Regions from separate parts of the Muntiacus reevesi genome. Here region 2 is linked to region 1. The links are chromatin contacts, called in public Hi-C maps. All regions are on one chromosome and are shown on one strand. Each heading gives the region's core, a stretch centred on a gene start, on an enhancer-like site or on the middle of the called end of the contact. The rest is flanking DNA. Distances are from core to core; before and after follow the strand shown.

Region 1 (3,283 bases), core at 736-3,235:
GACAAGCCCCCCCAAAACATAGCACACGTGATTATATAGCTTTTTAATGGTTAAAAGGGACGCTGAGACCACAGCTACCTCCCTTAGGAAGGCAGAAGCTTGGAGTGGGATATGGTGCAACTCTCCCTTGGTCCCCACCAAATCTCACAGCATAAGACCACACTTCACAGGTTCCTGTCTCTTTTAAGGTTTAACTTATTAATCAGCCAAACATCTTGCGCAGTCCTTGAGCCAGCCCTGCATCCTGTTTCTTCCCCTGAATGATCACCTTTCCCAGCTCCTCCTGGGCTGCCCGGTTTTTGGGGTCTATGGCCAACACCTTCTTGAGGTCAGCCATTGCTTTTTCCAGGTTTCCAAGAGCAGCCTGGGCAACGCCCCTTCGGTACAACGCCTTTATGTGGCCAGGCTCCCGCTCCAGCACCCGGTCACAACTTTGGGCCGCCAACTGGGGCTGCCCTAGCAGCAACTGACAGGCAGCCAGGTTGGCGTGAAGGACAGTTCGTTCCGGAGGGCCAGGTGGGGGTAAGGTCAGCAGCAGCCGAAGAGCCCGTGCATAGCATCGGGCAGCTCCTTCCGGATTCCCCGCTCGAAATAATTCTGTGCCCCTTGCACGTTCTTCTCTGGCCAAGGCCTCCTTCTCGGTGTCCTCCAGCTCCCAGGAGTCTCGACCCTGAGTGAAGGAGGCCAGTGTGAGCCTGACAGGAAGTCCAGAGCGCCCAGGGAGCTGAAGCTCTGCCTCCTCGCCTTGACACATGGACTCCAAGCATTTCTCTATGATCTCCCCCCAAGTTTCCTGCCTCCATGGGCCTAACCCCACAGTTAGCTCTGTCCAGCCCTCTGGCAGCCCTGACCCCAAAGGAAATCCAGAAGCTTGTACCCTGCAGCGGGAGCCCAGCTTGGGTTTGTCCAAGCCGTGGCCACGGACTACGATCTTCTTCACAAAGCTGCCGTCAGGACAGTACCAGAGATCAGAAGCATGAAGGGGCTCTGACATCGCGTTGGCTGACCCATGAGACTTAGCAGAGTCTCTTTCAAGTTCAGCGGCCAGTTTTTCAGTTTCCTGAGGATTCTCTAGAATTTGGCTAGCTGGATCTGGGCTCACTCCCAGTTCAAGGATTTCCGTAGGAGAGTCTCGCGGATGCTGCCTAATCTGAGTAGGTAATTCAAGGTTCTTTTCCCTTTGCTGTTGCGGGTGACAGCTGTCCTTCTCTCCCATTGAAATGACTGGTGGTGTATCCATTTGGGTGCCTGGCCCCTTCCACCGTGGGTAAACAGTTTTGGATAGAAAGGGATGGACCGAGTCCAGGTCAGCACCTGATTTAAAAAAAATCAAAGCAGTGCTATTGGCAGAATTTTATTTAGACTCCTTTTCCGTCCTTTTGGGACCCCGAACCGCGGTCCTCAAAGTCCTCTTTTTTTTTTTCCCCCTTCCCGAATCTCTGTCGGGTCCAGTCTCCCCTCCAACCCCGAACTAACTCGGAACTACAAGTTCCACAATTCCCTGCGGCTTGGGTAGCCATTCGCAACTACGGACACCCGATCGAGTCAAAAAATACCTGGGGGGTGCCGAAGCGCCTTGCCTGATGGCAATAGCCAGACCATTCAAATCACCTCTTCTTCCGAAGCCAAGTGCTACTGAGTACCGTCCTTGGAGTCTTTCCCCAGGTGGAGAAGATGGAAAGGGGAGCCACGGGATAGCTGGGCAGAGACACTGACAGCTAACCCTGGAGCCCGAGAGACAAGAGAATCTAGTCAAATTCCTGGCAGCCAATCGGGAGGAGGGAGAAGTCTGATTAAGCCCGCCTTTTGGACGTTACATCATTTCCCCCACTGACTCACCGCCACACCCCAGCAACCGAGAAGCTCCAGGCCTTTGCGACCGGACTAGGACAAATCGTACCGAGCTAGGCGAGGTACGGCTGCGTCAAAGTCTGGAGAAGGTCTGGAATGGGAGATTGGGCCCAAAGAGGATATGATGGGGAATGATGGAGTTGGGGTGACTGATCGCGGCTGTGACCAGTCCTTTTATCTGGCCACCAAAAACCACGTGTGCTATTCTATTAATACGTTTGGCTACGTATACCTACGTTTGGCTCAGACAGTAAAGAATCTGCCTGCAATGCAGGAGACCAGGGTTCAATCCCTGGGTCTTGAAGATCCCCTGGAGAAGAAAATGGAAACTCACTCCAGTATGCTTGCCTGGAAAATTCCATGGACAGAGGAGCCTGGCATGTTACAGTCCATGGGGTCACAAAGGATCAGACAGGACTGAGTGACTTTCACTACATTTAGAACACCCGGTCTGAGTGGCCCGTTCTGTCCAAGGTCCTTCAAAATAAACCCTGGGGGAATTCCCTAACAGTCCAATGGTTAGGATGCCGAGCTTCCTCTGCAGGGGGCTGGGGTTCCATCAAGCTGAGACTTGCCTTACCTTTGCCTCAAGTTCGTCAATGCCTTTTGAGCTCTTCTCCCTCAAGGAATCTTATAGACAGTGCTTTTCAAACTTTGATGACCCTACACATTATCTGGGGAACTTGTTAAATGCATGTTCTGACTTAGGAAGTCTAAGGTGGGACCTGCTACTCTGCATTTCTAACAAGCTCTTGGATGTTGCTGCTGGTGGTCCCATGGACCACACACTTTGAATAGTGTGATGCTAGAACAACCTCCGGAGAAGCAATGGCACCCCACTCCAGTACTCTTGCCTGGAAAATCCCATGGATGGAGGAGCCTGGTAGGCTGCAATCCATGAGGTCGCTGGGAGTCGGACACGACTGAGCGACTTCACTTTCACTTTTCACTTTCATGCATTGGAGAAGGAAATGGCAGCCCACTCCAGTGTTCTTGCCTGGAGAATCCCAGGGACGGGTGAGCGTGATGGGCTGTTGTCTATGAGGTTGTACAGAGTCGGACACGACTGAAGTGACTTAGCAGCAGCAGCAGAATAACCTCATCCTGTTCTTTTGACCTTTTAGTCTGTGTCCTTTTAGTTTGTTCAAGTATTTTGTTTATGCATACATCCTCAGTCATGTCCGACTCTTTTGTGACCCCATGGACTGCAGCCAGCCTGGCTCCTCTGTCCATGGAACTTTACAGGCAAGAATACTGGCGTGGGTTGCCATTTCCTACTCCAGTGTTTTACATGTATAACTAGTATAACCTGATCCACTGGACATATCAGTGGAAAAACTGGTCCGCCTCTTCCTAATAAAACATGTAGGTCCCTATTGTGATTCAGGCTTGCTCGTCCAGCTCCCTGCACAGGCAGGCTATGACAGCTCTT
Region 2 (3,639 bases), core at 739-3,238, 140 kb before region 1:
TGACGTATTCAAACATCTCCATGGTAGGAAAGGTCTTCAGGGAACAGACAAAACCCTCCGGGTTACGGAAGCCAGCAACAACATTTGGGACGCCTGGCAGGAACGACTGGGCCCACCATTTCAGGAGCTTGTGTCTGTCAGGAAAGGCAAGGGGGTCAGTGGGACCCCTCCTCCACCCTCCAACCTCCTCCTTCCCCAAATCTCTTTCCAAGCTTTTCATCCAAGGCTCTCATCCTGTCCACCCCTGTCTTGAACCTGTAGAAGCTCTTCCATTGGCCAGGGCTGTGCATCTCCTTGGAGGTCTTGAGCTCCACATAGCAGGTGGGGGGCTGTGTGGATGAGGCCTGGGGGTCTATGCAGTCCACCTCCCCGGAGAAGAGAAGAGGGTGGTTTCCCAGGCGGCTGCGTAGCACAGAGCAGAAGGCCACGTTGGTGTTAACCTCCCCAGAGGGATCTGGGGAGACTCCGGGTTTATCTGCACAAGGAGAGAAACAGCAGCAAGGGCTGGGGTCTCTCAATCTCTGGGGATAGGGGAGGGGGCCCCAGAATCAGGGCAACTCTCACCTGCACACATGTACTGCTCAAATTTGTACCCCATGTACATAAGCTCCCGGAGAAGTGGTGGCCGAGTAAGCCTCTGAACCCGAGCAGTTGGCGTCTCTACCTCACTCAAGTAGAGCGTCCCCTGGAACCGGGAGGCTGCCAGCTGCCAGCCTTCCTGCCGCTCATATGGTGTCGTCAGCAGTTTTGTCAGGTGCCCCCGCCATGTCACTGTGGCCCCTGCCAGCCAGCCTGGACCTCTGAGAAGAAGGAGTTAGGGGCTGAAGATCTGACACCTGCATTAGTGCAGATGGCTTCCCTAAAGCGTAGGGTAAGATAAGGACTCACTCCAGCTTTGGCTCTCCCAACTTTAGAGGGTGAGTGCAGGCCTCTAGGGCTACTGTGTGCTATGCTTTGCTCACCCCTCTAGCTGGCCTCGGTGCGCCAGGAGCCAGCGTAGCAGGTGGTCCAACCTCTCCTGGACCTCTTCGTCCCGGGGCTGGTATCGATCAGGGTATCCGTCTCTGAGGTCAAAGTTGGGGCTTTGACCATTGGTGGGAGGTGGGCTGTAGTACCGCAAAGCGCGAGCATCTCCATGGTACTGGCGCTGTGCATCCAGGGAGAAGCAGCCCAATTCGGAAGGGCGCCGGTAGAAAGGAAAGGGCCCAGAGTAGAGAGCGGGGTCTGTGGGCAGGGAGGGTGCTGGGCGGGGGAGCTTGTTCCGAGGCTCAGCGACCTCTATCTTTCCAGCTTCTCTCTTGGTCCCTCTGGACTCCATGAGGTCCTGAGAGGGGACAAGGAAGTTCCCCCTTTAAAAAGAAGGGCTGGAAAAGAGGGACTTCGAGTCAGGACTAAGCGAGTCTGGCCTTGAAACATGCAAGCCCCGTGTCCTCAAACTGAACCCCACCAGGTGCGCATACCACCTTTTCCCTTGACCTATATACTCCCAACCGCAGTAGCTCCAAACGCAGAGAGGTTAGGAAGGATGCTTGGGCTCAGGTCAAGGATCTGGTTACCTCAAATCCTGCCAACCTCGACTTCTACCTTCTCAGGGCTATGACGTCATGGCAGGTACATCATATGTCAAAGAGATGTGAGGGCAGTTTTCTCCGCTCTCGATGACGCAATCACTCAGCGACAGAGGCGGCTTATCCCCTAGGTGGCGGGAGGGGGCTGTGCGCTGTACGCCCGGAGGGAGATCCCAGCGTGGCCACTCGCGCCCCTCCGCAGCGCCCAGGCGTCCCCGGACGTGAGCGCTCTCAGAGGAAGCCAATCAGCAGCGGACGTGGGGTCTCGGCCAATGAGGATGGCGCTAGTGTTGGCATTGGCACCGCCCCTCCCAGCAAGGGGCGGAGGGATGACAAGTCAACGCCTCTCTCGTCAGCACTTCAGCTACGAAGATCGGGCTGATTGGTTTCCGAGGAGGGACGCCCAGGGAGCCCGTACGTCACTGCCCTGTGCCGGAAGACTATTTTCGTGGTCCCGTCCCTCAACAGCTTTCTACCTCTTCCCCGCCGCCCAAAGATCCCGGGATATGAGCCGGAAGAGGCATCGCCTGGTCCCGGAGACCTTTGGGTTGAAGAGGCGGCGGGAACTAGGGGATGTAGAGGCAGCTCCTTTGCGGGGTGAGTCAGGTAACCATGGCAACCCCGGGGCGAGGCTAAATACCCCAGCTGGCAGCCGCCTTGCCTCTGGTAACCCTGTATGTTGAGACAACAGCGCCCCAGTGTGGTACCCCCGCCTCCCCCGCCTCAGCTCACGTCGCAGTGACTCGGTCTCTTCGCCCAGGATCTGCGCGCGCGGCAGTCGCAGAGATAGTGCGGCTGTTCCCGCGAGTCCTGTTTGAGGATGCGCTTCCCCCCATCGCGCTGAGGAGCCAGGTGTACAGCCTCGTCCCGGACCGAACCGTGGCTGACCGGCAGCTGGTGAGGAGCGTCAGAGTGACCAACGGGAAGGCGCTTTCGTCCTCACGGGCACTTCCGAGGTTCTCCCCATAACTCACTCGGTCCACCAGCTGTTCAGCCATTCAGCAAGCGCTGGGTCTTTCCTAGCCGGGCATTGTGCCAGGCACTGCGGTGCCGAGGAGAATGCTACAGACCCTCAGGGAATAGCATGCCAAATGATGAAGGTGGAAGAGCGAAGCTTTTGGGGAAACTGAGTCACCGGGCGTGGTTCGAGATGGGAATGCAAGCAGACGTCAGATTAGGGCAGGCCTTGTACACCAGCGTCGTTTCCATTTTACAGAGAAGGCAATGAGCTGGTAGAGAATGTTAAAACAAGAGAGGGAGTGGTGTGTTGCACGGATTGGAGGCAGTGTCATGAGTTGGGGAGATCAATTAGGAAGATACTGCCCCTGAGAACTGGTGAAGGCCTAAATTAGGGCAGTGTAGTAAGGAGAGAGAGGATGGCTGAGGGATGTGGAGCGGGAAAGAGGAAGGACTTCAGGATAGCTCTCGGATTTTCTGGACGCCTGAGTGGTTGATGGAGTGAGTAGAGTAGGAGAACATTGAATGGTTGGGGGCAGATGATGTGTTTATTTTGTACAAGTTGAGTTGGAGGTGTTTGTGGAGCATCCGGAGGCAAATGTGCAGCAGACAGTTGGATGAGGGTTTGGAGAAAATTCTGGGCCACTGATACAGCACTGGAAGCCGAGATGTGAGTAGTGGTTCAGTCTGTGGATGAGGGTGAAATTGGTAGTAAGAGGGAGGAGAGGAGTGGTTTTTAACCTTTTTACAAACTTTAGAAGATAATAAAAGCCATGGCTCTCCAGAAAAAAATGCATATATGCCACTGTGTGTGTGTGTGTGTGTGTGTATAAAGTGTATGTACAATTTGAGGAGGAAGGGGGTTGTTTCACAGATCCTCTGAGGCCAAAGGTTAAGGACCCCAGGTTTGCAGTGACAGATAATAGAGCCAAATCCCCAGTGCTAGGAGATACCAACATTTAAGGCCGTGTTTCTCAAAGTATGTCCTGAGTTCTACTAGATTACCTGGACTGCTTCTTCAAAACTACAGGTTCCTGGGAATCTTTAAGTGAGAATGAATTAAGATTTCTTGGAGTAGGAACTGAAAATCTACATTTTAAAGCTACTTCCTCAA

The links. A called contact is a pair of places that touch in the nucleus more often than the background predicts.
Region 2: a Hi-C map of muscle shows a contact between it and region 1, with 4 times the contacts expected there. The contact joins the promoter of STK19 here to the promoter of FKBPL in region 1. A contact is called at or near these places in 2 of 3 Hi-C or Micro-C datasets (blood and muscle).

Annotation. Positions count from the first base shown.
Region 1 is chr20:28,235,511-28,238,793 of mMunRee1.1, reverse strand. FKBPL (FKBP prolyl isomerase like) reads right to left here and starts at 1,985. Exons shown (of 4, transcript XM_065912423.1): 1 at 1,840-1,985; 2 at 1,557-1,724; 3 at 878-1,314; 4 at 29-670. The coding sequence starts at 1,602. The coding sequence ends at 203.
Region 2 is chr20:28,376,908-28,380,546 of mMunRee1.1, reverse strand. STK19 (serine/threonine kinase 19) reads left to right here and starts at 1,988. Exons shown (of 7, transcript XM_065913045.1): 1 at 1,988-2,174; 2 at 2,329-2,465. The coding sequence starts at 2,075. It overlaps DXO (decapping exoribonuclease), which reads right to left and starts at 1,779. Exons shown (of 7, transcript XM_065912614.1): 1 at 1,557-1,779; 2 at 963-1,324; 3 at 565-800; 4 at 256-475; 5 at 1-134. The coding sequence starts at 1,318.